3 separate regions of the Zea mays genome follow, and all the other regions are linked to region 1. The links are chromatin contacts, called in public Hi-C maps. All regions are on one chromosome and are shown on one strand. Each heading gives the region's core, a stretch centred on a gene start, on an enhancer-like site or on the middle of the called end of the contact. The rest is flanking DNA. Distances are from core to core; before and after follow the strand shown. Region 1 holds the start of LOC100281478 (TBC domain containing protein). Region 2 holds the start of LOC100279706. Region 3 holds the start of LOC100280597 (60S ribosomal protein L44).

Region 1 (4,980 bases), core at 940-3,439:
GACGGCCGGAGTGATATATTTATATACATGGAGGTCGGCGCCGAGATCCATGGCGCCAAGGTGCTGCCACATTAGATCTACGTAGGCATCAACTCTTAAATGTACACGCCAAACTAATTGGTGTCGACACGTTGTAGCTCGACGCCAATAGTGATGGCGCCGAGGTGAGGGTCCATTTTTTGAAATGAAACTGAAAAGGGCGTATTTGTGAAAATAAAACCTAAAAAGGGCTAAAATGTAAAAAAGAACTTATGATCAGACGATAAGCATTGGATTGAACTGCATTTAAGCCACTTTGGAACACAAGAATTTTATAAGAATCAGAAATTTCATAAGAATTAGTTCATTTTAAAGGAAAACATAGAAAACGAAAAAAAATCCGCGTTCTAAAAGAGGCCTTAGAATATACAATTGGATTAGCATGGCTACTATACTAGTCTTTACTAGGAGTGGATATCAAGCCAGCTCGGCTCGTTATGGCTCGGCTCGTTATAGCTCGTTATTGTAACGAGCCAGCTCGACTCGACTCGTTATAGTAACGAGCTAAACAGTTGGCTCGGCTCGACTCGTTAGGAAGCTCGAGCCAGCTCGTTAGGCTCGCGAGCTACACAACTAAATACAAAGATCTATGTACATAAATATATATATAATCAAAAATCATATTTTAAATGTTTAACACTACAAATCCAAAACATTTATAGTATTATTATCATATCATCGTCCTAGCGCTTCTAACTTTTAATATTAAATTAAATAACCAAATATGTATTAACTTATAGATTTATAAACCCTTATTATAATAAGATAGCAACAAGCATCATTATAAAGCAATTTATCATCCATTCCACACACATAAAACATTTTATTGCACAACACTAACATCATATGCTTCTAGAAACAAAGTTCACAAAACGATAACAAATAATCAAATATTAAATATACAATGTAGGTATGTAGCCATGCAATAATACAAATATTTAAGCACATGACATATTCACACATCTCCATATCACAAATCATAACTACGAGAAAACAAGACTATGAAAGATGAGATGACACCAACGACTAAATAAACTAGTGTTGTGCCTCGCGAGCTAGTTCACGAGCTAATCCGAGCTGATTCATTAGAGAACCGAGCTAGAATGCTAGCTTGGTTCGCTATAAAATTAAAACGAGCCGAGTCGAGCGAGTTATCGAGCCACGAGTATTTTGTTCAGCCCTGGTCTTTACTATGGATATTCGTCTCACCTGGGCAAGTGTTAGCGGAGAAGCGTACTTTTTTTTTTTTGCATGTAGGACAGAGGTGTTCTCGTCGGTTCCATGAGATTGAAGGCCAAGTCGGTTGTCCTCGTCTCTTTGTTCAAAACTTGGCATGAGATGCTAAAGACACATGCAATTATAGATTTCTAGCACCAATTGTAATTGCATAGTACTTGAATATCAACGCGCTAAACATACTTACTATGCAAAGCAAGAGATGATGTAATTGCTAGGACCGAGAATTCTGGCAAAAAGTATTTTGGCGGGAATGTATCTTGGATAAGTATTTTGGTGGGAATGAGGTGCTTCAAAAAGGAATATACGTGGAGAGTTAAGAGTTGATGAGAAGGTTTTCAAATAAAAAATTATAAGAGATGAGAATTGAGAAATGATCAAAATTATATTGTCTATTAGATTTGTGCAAGGGAGACGTGTTATCTAGTGATTTGAACTGTCGGTTTTAATTGTGTGTTAAATTTGAGTATAATTTATCTGGTGGATTTAGTGGATGTTATGAGCGTGTGTTGATTTGGTTGGATGTATTTTATAAAGTTTAAATTTATGGATTATACAGTGGTATAGATTTAACACCGTCGTAAATACATGCAAACACTTAAAACTGGAATCACGTAAACACTTAAAACTGGAATCACGTAATTTTAGGGAAATTTGGATCCATACCATTAAAAGATCACCACTTTGGATCCATACCATTACTATCTCACTTACATGTGGGTCCACATGAGTCAATGACATGTGGGGTCCATGGTATATATCTAAAGTTTGGATCTTTTAATGGTATAGATCCAATTGTTCCTAAATTTTAACACATGTAACCATGTGTTCGGACCATAGTCTATAGATAGCAACGCGTGCTCATCCATTAACGTTGGAGACTTGGAGTGAAGCTGTCCATTTTCGACCAACCCTACTCGTCTCGTACCGTCCAAGACGGGGCAAAGAATGCCCGGGGAAGCCGGCGAGCTGGAGCCTGGCGGCAGCTTGGCACCGATCGTCCTCCATTCCCGTCGCTCCCGACCTCCTCCTAATTTATCCCACCCGGCCTCCCCGGTTCGCCCCGACCACATCCCCCCCTTAACCTCCCCTCCTCCTCCTCCTGCGGTCCCAACTCCCATCCTTCGGTTCAGGAGGGAGGCAGGCAGGCAGGAAGGCAGGTTCGAGGAGGGATTGGCTCCGCTCCTGCTCCATTGCGCGTGATCCGGCTCGTTCTTTTGATTGATCTAGGCGTTTCTTGGATTAGTCCTGGAAGGTCAAACGGTTGTTGGAAGCCTCGCTGGGTGCTTCAACGAACGCGAAGGTGTTGCTGTCATTTAGAGCGTCTTGATTGGATTTGACCTGTTGGCCTGGTGGCGTGCCGTCGTTGATTGAGCTCGAGGATGATCAAGTGGGGGCTCAGCAGCGGCACGCCCGCGGATTCCTACTACGAGGTCCGGTCAGATTGCACGGACGGTGTGCCCAAGAGCAAGTTCAAGATTAAGGTCTGGGTTTTCTACCTTCGTATGTCTGTCTGTCTTTTGTTTCATTCTGTATCCATTAATTTTGATTGTGGTGTGATTGTGTTTGATGGTATCGCAATTTGGCCACTCTATACATTTTCCTTTGGGCCCTGTAGTATTGGTGTGATCAAGGAAACATAAACAAAATTTACAAATGAGTATCGTGTAGCTGGAAAGATGGAGAAACTATCGGTTCATTGCTGCAACAACACATCTTGCTCTGCTATATAAATTGCTGGTTTAATAAAGAAGGGATGTTTTTGGAATACTACTAGCATCAATCTTCATCCTTGTCTTAACAATATCTCATTTCCTTTCCAAACCTCATCAGCACCAAATAGATAAGCCACTCAATACATTCAGTTCCTTCATTACTCTTTTATAATCAAATCCTGCTGCAGAATTCAAGTTGCTCAGTTTATGAAATAGTTACGATCAGGTCAGATCGAAGACACAGAGAATTGGTGCAAGCATACTTACTCCCGTATCAATATTGATAGCATTTTTACGTCTTCTGTTGAGGACATGATGCCACTCTTGTTCTTTTCTCTACAAAGCACAATCCTTTCTTGTTCCAATCGACTATATCTTATCTACTTCATTTCAGGCTGGCAAAACATTAAGTGCTCGGAAATGGCAGGCTGCATTTAGTCCTGATGGCTGTCTTGATATTGCCTCAGTCCTAAGCAGGATACAGAGAGGAGTAAGATTCCTTAGTTTCATATATGCTCTTGATGTTTCTTATATGTGTTATGTTCATTTAGTAATGTTACATACCATTCAATATGATCTTTTTTAGGGTGTCCATCCAACAGTCAGAGGAGAGGTTTGGGAATTCTTACTTGGCTGTTTTGATCCCAGAAGTACCTTTGATGAAAGGGAAGAGATCAGGCAAATACGGAGGTAGGTACTTTAGCAAAATATACATGCATTTACTGTTTGTTAGGTATTTTTTTCTCATTAGCAGATTTGTAAGTATTTACTCTCTTAAATGTAAAGATTGAGAGTAATGCCTGTTGATTCACCAATTAAACATTTGCTCTTTTCAGCTAGTTATTCCATATTGGATCATCATTTTCTTTTCCTGTTTTCTCTTACAAAGACAATTATTTCTACCAAGAAAAGTTAGTGTGAACCCTATGGCACAGACAAAGAATCTTTTTTGGCGCCATCAGGAGTGTATCAAGTTTTCTTCCCCCTTTTTGGGATGGCAAGCTTCAGTTTATACTCAGTTACCATAAAAATCAATTCTTCAGTTCCTCCCCTTGTATTGTCCTAGGATCCTAGCATTGCAGATCTTCTTTCGATCTGTAATATTTTATTCCTATGATTTTTATTTATAAAAATAAAGAACTATCAACAAAACAAGTTCACTTAGCCTGATTTTTTTACCTTATGAATTACACAGGATACAGTATGCCAGATGGAAGGAAGATTGTCGACAGATGGATTCTCATGTTGGTAGTGGTAAAGTTATCACAGCACCACTTATCACTGAGGATGGCAGACCTATTAAGGATCCTCTGGTTTTACTTGAGGCTACTTCTGACACGAACACTTCAGGAGATGCTCCAACTACCAGCATAAATGGAAATGAAGTTGATGAATCTGCAGAACGCATTACCGATAAGCAAATTATCGAGTGGAAGCTGACATTACATCAAATTGGTATGCTTTAACATTATTCTTTTTCTCTATTTCCTTGGATTGTTTTATGTTTTCTCCCTATATTTTTATTGACTTTTGAATATCAATATAGGGCTTGACGTCCTACGGACTGATCGCACCATGGTATTCTATGAGAACAAAGAAAACCTTTCCAAATTATGGGATATTCTAGCCGTGTATGCATGGATTGACAAAGATGTTGGTTACTGCCAAGGTTAGCAACATCAGACATGCAGAGAAAACTCATTCAGAGTCCAAATAACCTTACAGGTTATTATTGCTTATGCTTAATACAGGAATGAGTGATTTGTGCTCACCAATGATAGTTCTACTAAACGATGAAGCAGATGCATTTTGGTGCTTTGAGAAATTGATGCGTAGATTGGTATGTCTTGTGTTTTGTAATTTTTCTTATAAAAATACAAAAACATACATTGGTACTGTTGCGAGACACCTAATTTGCTTTCTTTCATGTTTGACAACATTCTGATCACTTCGATGATTGAAATTTAGCGAGGAAATTTCAGATGCACAG
Region 2 (4,980 bases), core at 1,263-3,762, 160 kb after region 1:
AGTACTCAGGTGTGCCGTGTGCGTTCACAACACAACCGACCATGGCAAGCCAGGACGGACGCCGTCCTGGAAGAAGAAAGCTCTGTACACGTGTAGATGAACCAACCAGGGACAGCATCAGGACGCAGACGCAATTCTCCACCATTCCCGAATTTGAACGTACAGTCGATGAGGACGTGAATTATGGCCGCACCTGAAATACTGCAACAACTATTATACAAACAGCCAGTAGATGTAATCATTGAAGCAAATTTTTTGATCCGTTAGTTCCAAATCCTCTTTTTCACTATCTTGGTCCCGTTAGGTGCAAGCAAGGTTGGACCAGAGAAATTTGAGACTCTGTGCCAAATCTAAAACAGCGTAATCTATATTTTTATTAAAAATCATTAATAACAATCTGCAAGTTACAGTAATATATATTGTAATATAATATCTAAAGAAACATATCTATTTTATTTGAATAACATCGTTCTTTTGGTGTGTTTTAAAGAAAATCTTGTATAATACGCGTATATTCGATCTTCTCCAAAGCTTCACTCTCGAGAGCTATTGTGGCTAAATATTACGTCTTTTGTGTCATTTATATGTCGTAGTAGAACATAAATATGAATTTAGTAACTTTAATTTAGAGAACTTCGTTCATGCGGACAGACATGTTAAGATCCCATGAAGATTCATTCTTTGTGAAGCGCTCGATAGTTCTGCTTCAGCGCAGTGATATGGTAAGGAGGAAAACAGGTGCTACATATATTAACATGTGTTGTAGAAAATCACAAAACTATAATAGATCTGCTAAGCTTTATGACCCTCAATTTTTGGAGACCCTGTGCGAGCGCACGACTCGCACATGGCTAGACCGGGCCCTGTGTGCAAGCGTGCAAAATTATATAAACTTTAGATACTGATAGATCACATAGCTGAAATAGACAAAATGGGTGCTATGTGGCATTGCTAAATTGGTGGCTAACATACCACTAGCATCAGTTACAGCCACGATGGTAATGCTACATCAGCAAAAGCACTCACTAAAACTGTTCAGTGATTATTTATTTGGTTCTATAAAGTTAGGGGTTAAACAACTAGTTTTAAAAATGAGAGAATGAATTAGACTACCCTCTAAGGGGTTACATGGATTTTTTTTCATTTTAGTTTTGTTTAATCTCTTATTTGAAGTGTAAAAATCGATAGAGAAGATGAGTCTCTGTATAGAGAAGATGTATAAACGTTTTATATATTTAGATGACATTGGAGAGTATAATATAGGAGTTACCGGATCTCGTGGAGCTCATAGTGCTCAACATCGGCCGCGACCACAACTCCACAAGGTGCTCAACGAGGAGGGGTTCCCTTCCTCGTGCTCATGGCGCTCACAACTACCTTGATCAAGGCCACCCGGCCTTCACCGCGGTGTACAAGCCGGCGCGGCGCGGCGTCGTACAAGCAGTCAAGCACGACAGCGAGCTAGGACGACAATCTGGTATTCTGATGGACAGATGGAGGCTTCCCGCGGCACGCGGCGGAGCAAGCTCACGGTGCTCACCATGTACGCCATGCACCTTGTCGACCTGTCGGAACGGTTGTCGGCTATCTCCATGGGGCAGCGCGCACGCCGCAACGGGCTGCCGTTCTCGTGCCGGCGCTGGCGCGACGGCGGGGCGGAGATAGTGGTGGCTTACGAGGCATTCCGGCGCCTGAGGGCTGTTGCAGTGAAGCCTATGACGGCCATCTCTGACCTCGGCACCATCCACGAGGGCATGATGACGGCATCTTTTCTTTGATTATTAAATACATGAAGAATCATTTTCTTTATTTTCATACAGACGGACCCTTAGTATAAATCATATTTATTACGGGGGCTTAAAAATTCAACAAAGAAAGTGCACAAAAAAAGAAACTTTTTATTGGAGTCACAACAATATTTTGGTCCATTTGCTTTGCCACAATAACGTTGTTTTTAATCACAAACCAATACGTCAATTCTACAAGTTATTTCAGACGAATGCATTAGCTTCGAATTTAATTAGAGACTGCTGCAGAAGAAATAATCATACCTAAAACCTCTCAATATCTATCAATCCTTAGAACCGGTGGCCATAAAGATCTTCACAAACCATAAATGGCGATCCAATGTTAGAATTATAGCTGCTTAATTTGTTTATGGTTCCAAATAGATGTTTTTTTATTTTCTCATAGTTGTATGTGGAGTTGTTTCTTTTACTTGTAACTATGCATGAAAGTGTAAAAGACTAAAATTTATTTTCTATTATAAAAAAAATCATGGTGTTTTTTTGTCAGGTTCGGTAAGCTGACGGACTAACGGACCGACCCAAGACGGTTATCAGACTGGCATATCATTCCTGAGTCACGGCAGCGGCACTTGGGCTGATCCACCACGGCCCGATTGCTAGTCCGGCCGAACGGGCTGTGCGGCTGTGCCGTGACAGACCCGTTCCGCCCGTTTGGCCTGGAATACGAGGCGAATAATTGGCCTACGATATGCATGTAGACTTGCATAGTGGTCTATGTCAAATCTTCTAGCGCTCGCAATTCTTCTCCTCTCCACCACGCCGGCGCCGACGGCCGGTGAACAGACCATCTGCAGCGATGCCACGTACGAGCGAAACAGCACATACAAGTCCAGTCTGAGGTCGGTAGCCGGCGCACTGACCGGGGACGCCGCGAGGCTGCACTCGTCCACCGGCGCTGCAGGGGAGGGCCCCGACAAGGTCTACGGCGCCGTGCTCTGCCGGGCGGACACAGCGGGTGCTGACTGCGCCAGGCGCCTCCGGGACGCCCTTGCCGCCATCACCGACGGGGACGGCCGCTCGCGTTGCGCGCTCCACAGGGACGTGGCCGTCTACTCCGAGCTGTACCAGCTCCGTTTCTCCGACAGGGACTTCCTCGCCGACTTCAGCAACGCGCCGGAATGGGTCGACGTCACGAACCCAGGCCCCGTGCCGCTCGCCGTGGCCGCGCGGTTCGACCAGCGGGTCACGGAGCTGCTGAGCGCGCTCGCTGACGCGGCGGCGGGGCGACCGGGCAGGTGGGCCGTCGGCGAAGCGCCGTGGTCGTCGTCGGGGGGCAGGGACCGGGCGGTGTACGCGCTGGCGCAGTGCACGCTGGACATGCCGCCGGACCACTGCCGGGCCTGCCTCGATGGCGCCATGGCAGAGCGGCGACGGAAGGTCGGCGGCGGCAAGATGGGCGCGGCAGTCTTCGGGGCGCGGTGCACCCTGCGGTATGAGATGGATCTGCAGTTCTTCAACGTCACTGGCAACAGCAAGATGCTGTCCCTGCGTAAGTTCCTGCCTAAGCACGTCAATCTAGAAGAAGAAGAAAACAAGTTTCCTTCTAGCATTACGAACCTGAAGGTCGCGTTATGTTTGTTATTCTGCAACCAAGAATTCAGCTGCCTCCCCGAAGTAGAGCTAATCAATCTGAACTAGTGCATATCGGCACTGCAAAGTTCTTGCGAAGTTGTCAAATCACATCCCTGATCATTTCGTGTATCATGTCCAGCTGGGAAGAAGAAAGACCGTGCGTTCGTCATCGTTGCAACAGCTTACGCTTCGGCAATCCTCTGTACACGCTTGCTTTTCTGGCTGCTAAGCGTCTGGAGGAAACAAAAAAGTAAGCTCATTATTTTTATAACAAAAAAAAGAAAAAGAAAAAGGGGAAACAAATACTTTGTTCCAATCTCATGTAACTATGGGGGGATGCACAATCAGGGAAAATGGACTTGACGGAGGAGCCCCAGAATGTGGATGAAATACTCAGGTCATGGAGAATTGAAGATGCTAGTTTAGAGTTCTCGCTGTATGATTTCTCTCAGATTGCTGATGCCACAGTCAACTTCTCACCCAAAAATATGATAGGGGAGGGCGGATTTGGCCCAGTTTACAAGGTATTTCCTTGCTATAATTGTATCAGTATGCCATGCATCAATTTATGAAAAAAAAAGTTCCATATATGATGAACTTTGCAGGGAGTACTTACTGATGGACAAGAGGTAGCGATAAAAAGACTGTCTGCTCGGTCACGACAAGGTCTAGTAGAGTTCAAGAATGAGATCCAGGTTATAGCAAAGCTTCAGCACAGAAACCTCGTCAGGCTCCTTGGCTGTTGCATCCATGAAGAAGAGAAGATGCTGGTCTACGAATACCTGACGAACAAAAGCTTGGACCACTTCATTTTTGGCATGCCCTCACTACAAAATGCTCATCATTTCATAACTGTATTCGTTCTCGTATGCAGAAATTAACACTACAGTCTCGCGTTGCGTTGCTTGTAGATCCAATCAGACAGGCATCGCTTGATTGGAAGAGACGGATTAAAATAGTTGATGGTATAGCCCAGGGACTCCTGTACCTCCACAATCTCTCGAGAATACGCATCATCCACAGGGACTTGAAAGCAGGTAACATCCTGTTAGATTCTGACCTAAACCCGAAAATCTCTGATTTCGGGATGGCGAGGATATTTCCATCGGATGCCACTCAAGCAACAGCCAGCAGACTCGTGGGCACATAGTAAGGGTATTATAGTTACTAGTTCTGTTACTAATATTTCTATCAAAGCATTTGCATTCTGACTACATGCATTCTCTCCTCTAGTGGATACATGGCTCCTGAATATGTGTCTGATGGCCTTCTCTCGATCAAGTCAGATGTTTTCAGTTTCGGGGTCCTGCTTCTTGAGATTATAAGTGGAAAGAGGAGCTCAGGTTTTCAGCACAATGGAGAGTTCTACAACCTTCTTGAATACGTAAGCAACCAAGGACTCGACAATCTGTAGAATTGGTAAAACAGATATGTTTTCCCTTATAACAAGATTGCATTATACTAACATATCAGTAACTATTGATGGTGTATCTGTATGGTGTTGTACATTATTTCTTTCCATGAAGTATAGGGCTCAAAGCACAGGGTGTTTTCCTGTACCTCCCTGTTTTATTGCTATTGTCTAGCAGTTGTAGATACA
Region 3 (4,980 bases), core at 1,498-3,997, 150 kb before region 1:
AGCATACGCAAGAGCGATGAAGGCGACCCTCTTCTTCTCGAGCGCGACGCACAACATCAACGTGAACAAGATCTTCAAGTTCATCACGGCCAAGCTCTTCAACCTCCCGTGGACGGTGGAGCGCAACCTCACCATCGGCGAGCCCATCATAGACTTCTGACGACCCCTTCCTCTAACTAGTAACTCGGCAGCACACGCACGACGACCCTTGGTATATATCATGGGTTGACAGGGTCGTGTCTTTCGATCCTCTTGCCCTGTGCGAGCCGCCGGAGCCATGAAGTGACCGAGCATGCCCGTCGTCCTCTTCCTCCTGGTGGCCGGCTGCAGCAGGCAAGATGCCCTTTGTAAATATAGCCATAGGTGACGGTCCCGCGTGCGTGCGGCCGTGCGGGAGCGTCGTCAAATGGGAAGAAAACCGCGAGGTGTGACTGTGATGTAACACCCCGTCTGTAACATTCGCCAGAGTATATAGGAAATCCATGTTAATATACCCTCCATTCCAACTGACAAAGGCATGCGCTGGCGCGTGGCGGCTTGCTGCCGGTGCAGAACCTCTTCTTTCTCCTCACCCGGGCCTATTTGGTTCAGCTTTTTTCTGACCAGTTTTTCTGAGAATCTAGCTGTGGAAAGAATCTGGCTGTGAGAGAATCTGAGTATTGTGTGGATTACGTGCGGAGGAAGATGAAGTGGTCCAAAGGGTTCAGGATCTAGAAAGCAATAAATTCCTACTATCATGACGATTCAACTGATTTTGTGTTCATATTGATTTTGGATGGTTTTTTTTCAAAAGATTCTTATAGAAGCTGGCTGAAAAGCTGGGGCGTTTGGCGATCTGCAGCAGCTTTTGGTGGCCAAAAGCTGGAAAAAGCCTAAACAAACAGGGCGTGCTTGCATGCGTCTTGAGGCGTGCAAGCAGTTCAGGTTCCTCCGTTCCTGTAGTTGGTTATTTGTACATCTGTGAGTTATTTGCACGACGAGTCAATTTATGCTACCCCGTCACAACTCACAAGTTAGTTATTTCCTTGTCTGCCTGAGGTCCAAAGTCGCTATCACCTGTGCTGCTGTGCAGCCATGTTCGGCTGCAGCGACTTCAACCAGTCTCGGCTCAGCCGTTTTACAGTTTATTTATTAATTGCTGCAAGGGTGTGCTTGCCGCTACGAGTATAGTATAGTTCAGAGGAGGTTATACATACCGTGTCCCGAGGAAACAAGAACTGCAAAAATGAGAGCCTCTTTGGCTGTTTGTCTGGGAACTTATGTACTATGGTCAGCTAATGTTTTTTTTCCGTCTTCGCAGCAAAATTAACGGACATGTAACGTGTGTCGACGTGAACTCGTGATTAGTGCGTTCACGGATGCCTGTTTGATAATCTCCGGATCGTGTCTGTGGTCTGATTTTTTTTGTTTACTGGGCTCTCTTCCAAGTTCATGCATATTAGGTTGGGTTTAACCAAAGTCAAAACACATCAGCCGAGGCTTGTTCGTTTTGCTCTCAATTCACATGTGGATTGGATGAGATTGAGTAGGTTTAAATCCTAAAATAGTCAAAATCTCTTATATTTTTTTCCATTCTTATTCAATCCACATGAGGTAGGAATAACCGAACAAGATCTGATACGGTGGCGCAGACTAGAGATGGCAATGGGTACCCGCGACCCGATACCCGATGGATATTTACTCCATTAGGGATATTTACTACATATGTGAGCTAAATATTTTACCCGTGGGTCTGTTATTGGGCAAAAATCTTCACCCAATGGGTAAACGGGTATTAGAACGTTCCGTCTTCACCCATACATGTTAACCTGTGGGTATAAAATACCCAATATAAACTTAGCCCAAGCATGAACTTGAACTTTAGTCATCCATATTTTTTACTATTTAACAACCTTTTAGACCATAATGTCATAGAAGGCTTAACGACAATTTAATGACCATTTGTAATGATGCTAGAAAATTTTGTAATGGTATTTATATGGATATACTTGATATTTGTATAGTATAAAATTTTGATAGATATTTAATTTTGTGGGTACGAGTGACCCGATGGGTGACCCATACCCACATGAGTATGGGTATGGGGGTAAATTCATACCCACCGGTGTATATGGGTGACCCGGTGGGGTTGTTTTTGTGTCGTGGGTATGGGTATGGGGTAGTAATACCCGGTGGGTATTTACTCATTGCCATCTCTAGCGCAGACGATCAACGTATGTCGGTTCAACTGGCCATTCAGTGGGGTTTTTCTTCAAATCTTAGAAAGTTTGGGTGAACATTCCTCCAACTTCACCATTGCTGAGCAGGGGCAGACCCGGTTGTGTTGAGTTTTCTGGTTTTAGTGGATATTTTGATCATATTTAATGTAGTTATCAAGGTTCTATTTAGACCCCCGCTCAGTTGTTGGGCCTCTACTTAAATGTTGGGCTGGGTCGGCCTCTCTTGGTGAGTATATTAAAATATGGAAAAGTTTGGTTTTAAAAGACCTTAAATATTTATACAGGAGTGTTATTTCATGTTTTGGTCTCACACTGTTTGAATGGTCAAAAGAGTATCGAACGGAAACCGAACCATGTGACTTTTTTCGTGGAAAATTGCAGCATACCAACTGGGCCATGCTGGCCTGGTTTCGCAGGGACATGGTGGGAGTCGAAGCGGAACCGAGTGTGCAGCCCAATAGCATCCTGGGCGTACGGCCCATGAGAAGAACACGGCATTGATTCCCGGAGAAAACCCTAGACTGCGGCGGGCGCCTTCCCATAAAAGCACAGCTCTTGTGTCCCCGCCGCCGCCACCTGCTGCAGCTTCTCAACCGGATAGGTAGCACCGGAGCAGGTAGAACGCTGCACAATCCCCTTCGCCGCCGCCAAGATGGTAACCGCCTTCTTCCCCGTCTCTCTCTGTTGAGTAGATGAGGGTTTTCAGATTGGTGCGTGGGAGTAGATGACTGTTTTCACTTCCATTTCTGGATGTGATGGCTCTCTCGGGTTTAACTTGGTCGGTGGCTGTTATTTATGTAGATACTTGTGATTCTTCGTCCGTTATTTTTTCTTGTGTGTGGTAGTTGGATTTGTAGCGTTGCCCCTATATGTTGTTAGATCTGTGGAGCATGCTGCATCACAAGGAAATATGCGATTCCTAGTGGGACCCATCCTCGGTGCTTGTATTTCTTTGTTTTTAGATTCAGTCTAGAGGATTTATGTTAAACTTGAGGTGTGCAGCGCATAACTTTGTTTGTTGAACTGATGTGATGCTGCAATGGCTGCTTATACTTTCTATAAGTTCTCTTGGATGCACTGTCACAATTGTACCTGAACTTTGGTGTGATTCCTGGTTATCTTTTGTTCAAATGCGTAATGCTTTTGTTGGGTCTTATGATGGCATGAATCTTTGAGACCTGATTATTCTCATGATGACAAACTATACACAATCTTCTGAGGACCTATACGTTCTGATTTGAGTTTCAATTTCATTTCCCAACTTATATTGAACTTGTCTACGCATCTGTTTACGATTTGATCTTCAGCTACTAAGAGCAAACACCAAGAGACTACATTCTTCCTAATTAATATGAATAGAAAAAATACCCTCCAACAGCTTATCTAAATGGTTATCCAAATATAACCATCTTTTATTCCTGGTTTCTCGCTAGTCGAAGATAGAAAACGTGAACTGCTCTCTAGAGTGCAAACAAGATATACAAAGTGTTTTTATTCAATTGACCCTCATAGAAAGTGTTTTTTATTCAATTGACTGCTCTCTAGAGATGGATATGAAATGTTGTTTTAACATGTGCAGTTTGTTTCACATGTTATACAGGTGAACGTTCCTAAGACCAAGAAGACGTACTGCAAGAACAAAGAGTGCAAGAAGCACACACTCCACAAGGTGACTCAGTATAAGAAGGGCAAGGATAGCCTGTCTGCCCAGGGAAAGCGCCGTTATGACCGCAAGCAGTCAGGATATGGTGGTCAGACCAAGCCTGTCTTCCACAAGAAGGTAATGCAGCATATCTATTTGATTGTACTTATACCTTTGTCTGTTTTGATGCTAGCATGAATGTCTGAAAATATCTGCGAATTCTAAATGCCTGTTCAGTGATTAATGTGGGATATGACAAATGAGATTGTATTTATACCTTTCAGGCCAAGACCACCAAGAAGATTGTTCTGAAGCTGCAGTGCCAGAGCTGCAAGCACTACTCACAGCACGCCATCAAGGTACTGTCTTGATTCTCCCGTGCTAAACTTGCTGCTGAACAAAGCATTTCTCCATTGGTTATAGCTCACTCTTTGCTGACTCCCTGTGTCACAGAGATGCAAGCATTTTGAGATTGGTGGAGACAAGAAGGGCAAGGGCACATCTCTTTTCTAAGCTTCTCGTCCACCTGTCTGGTTGTTGAGTTGAAGCTGTGGGTCTACTACTACTGTTATAAAAACATGTCGCCAAATTTCAATGTTAATGTAGCAATGAAAGCAGACCATGCTATGTATCCAAATTCCAATGCCTGACATTTGTTCTGGGGTGTTGGTCGACTTTTGGCTAAATGAAAGTTTTGTAGCTTGAATCTGTTTTGTGTTTGATTTTGTTCTGCCATTGCCTATGCCTGTTCTTGTGCCAAAAAAGTTCGATCATTTTTACACCGAGGATGGATTATGTAATGTATCTTGCTGAATGGAATCCCGTAGAATGGACATATGTAGTTCTGTGTAATGATGTCCTAATCAATTTGCGTAATCCATCTATCTTGCTATGTCTTTCCTCGTCTGCAGCGCATGGGAAGTAGAGAAAGATGAGCAACTCGGATATCATCATTATAGCAAACAACCCGCCGGATTTCTTCGGGTCTAGTGCTGGAAACACTAAATTTTGGAACTAAGATAGGTGAAGAGCGAGCTCGAAGTGTCTGAGAGGTCGGACACCAGCACATTAACGCTGCAGATCAAATGAGTCGCTGAAAATGAAGCGCACCTCCTGATT

What was found. Hi-C and Micro-C count contacts between places; a contact is called where the count stands out from the background.
Region 2: a contact with region 1 is called in a Hi-C map of leaf, with 2.2 times the contacts expected there. The contact joins the promoter of LOC100279706 here to the promoter of LOC100281478 in region 1. A contact is called at or near these places in 7 of 25 Hi-C or Micro-C datasets (bundle sheath, endosperm, leaf and 1 more).
Region 3: a contact with region 1 is called in a Hi-C map of leaf, with 5 times the contacts expected there. The contact joins the promoter of LOC100280597 here to the promoter of LOC100281478 in region 1. A contact is called at or near these places in 4 of 25 Hi-C or Micro-C datasets (ear, leaf and tassel).

Annotation. Positions count from the first base shown.
Region 1 is chr2:210,394,913-210,399,892 of Zm-B73-REFERENCE-NAM-5.0, forward strand. LOC100281478 (TBC domain containing protein) reads left to right here and starts at 2,190. Exons shown (of 11, transcript NM_001154396.2): 1 at 2,190-2,759; 2 at 3,385-3,480; 3 at 3,577-3,680; 4 at 4,186-4,445; 5 at 4,537-4,659; 6 at 4,742-4,830; 7 at 4,959-4,980. The coding sequence starts at 2,658.
Region 2 is chr2:210,556,692-210,561,671 of Zm-B73-REFERENCE-NAM-5.0, forward strand. It overlaps LOC100279706, which reads left to right and starts at 2,513. Exons shown (of 7, transcript NM_001152666.2): 1 at 2,513-3,297; 2 at 3,520-3,630; 3 at 3,729-3,904; 4 at 3,986-4,196; 5 at 4,292-4,529; 6 at 4,614-4,764. The coding sequence starts at 2,523.
Region 3 is chr2:210,248,152-210,253,131 of Zm-B73-REFERENCE-NAM-5.0, forward strand. It overlaps LOC100280597 (60S ribosomal protein L44), which reads left to right and starts at 2,748. Exons shown (of 4, transcript NM_001153516.2): 1 at 2,748-2,874; 2 at 3,820-3,999; 3 at 4,146-4,220; 4 at 4,315-4,565. The coding sequence starts at 2,872. The coding sequence ends at 4,374. LOC111591013 (small nucleolar RNA R66) reads left to right here and starts at 3,371; the gene lies at 3,371-3,442. It overlaps LOC100284743, which reads left to right. Exons shown (of 6, transcript NM_001157638.2): 6 at 1-514. The coding sequence ends at 160.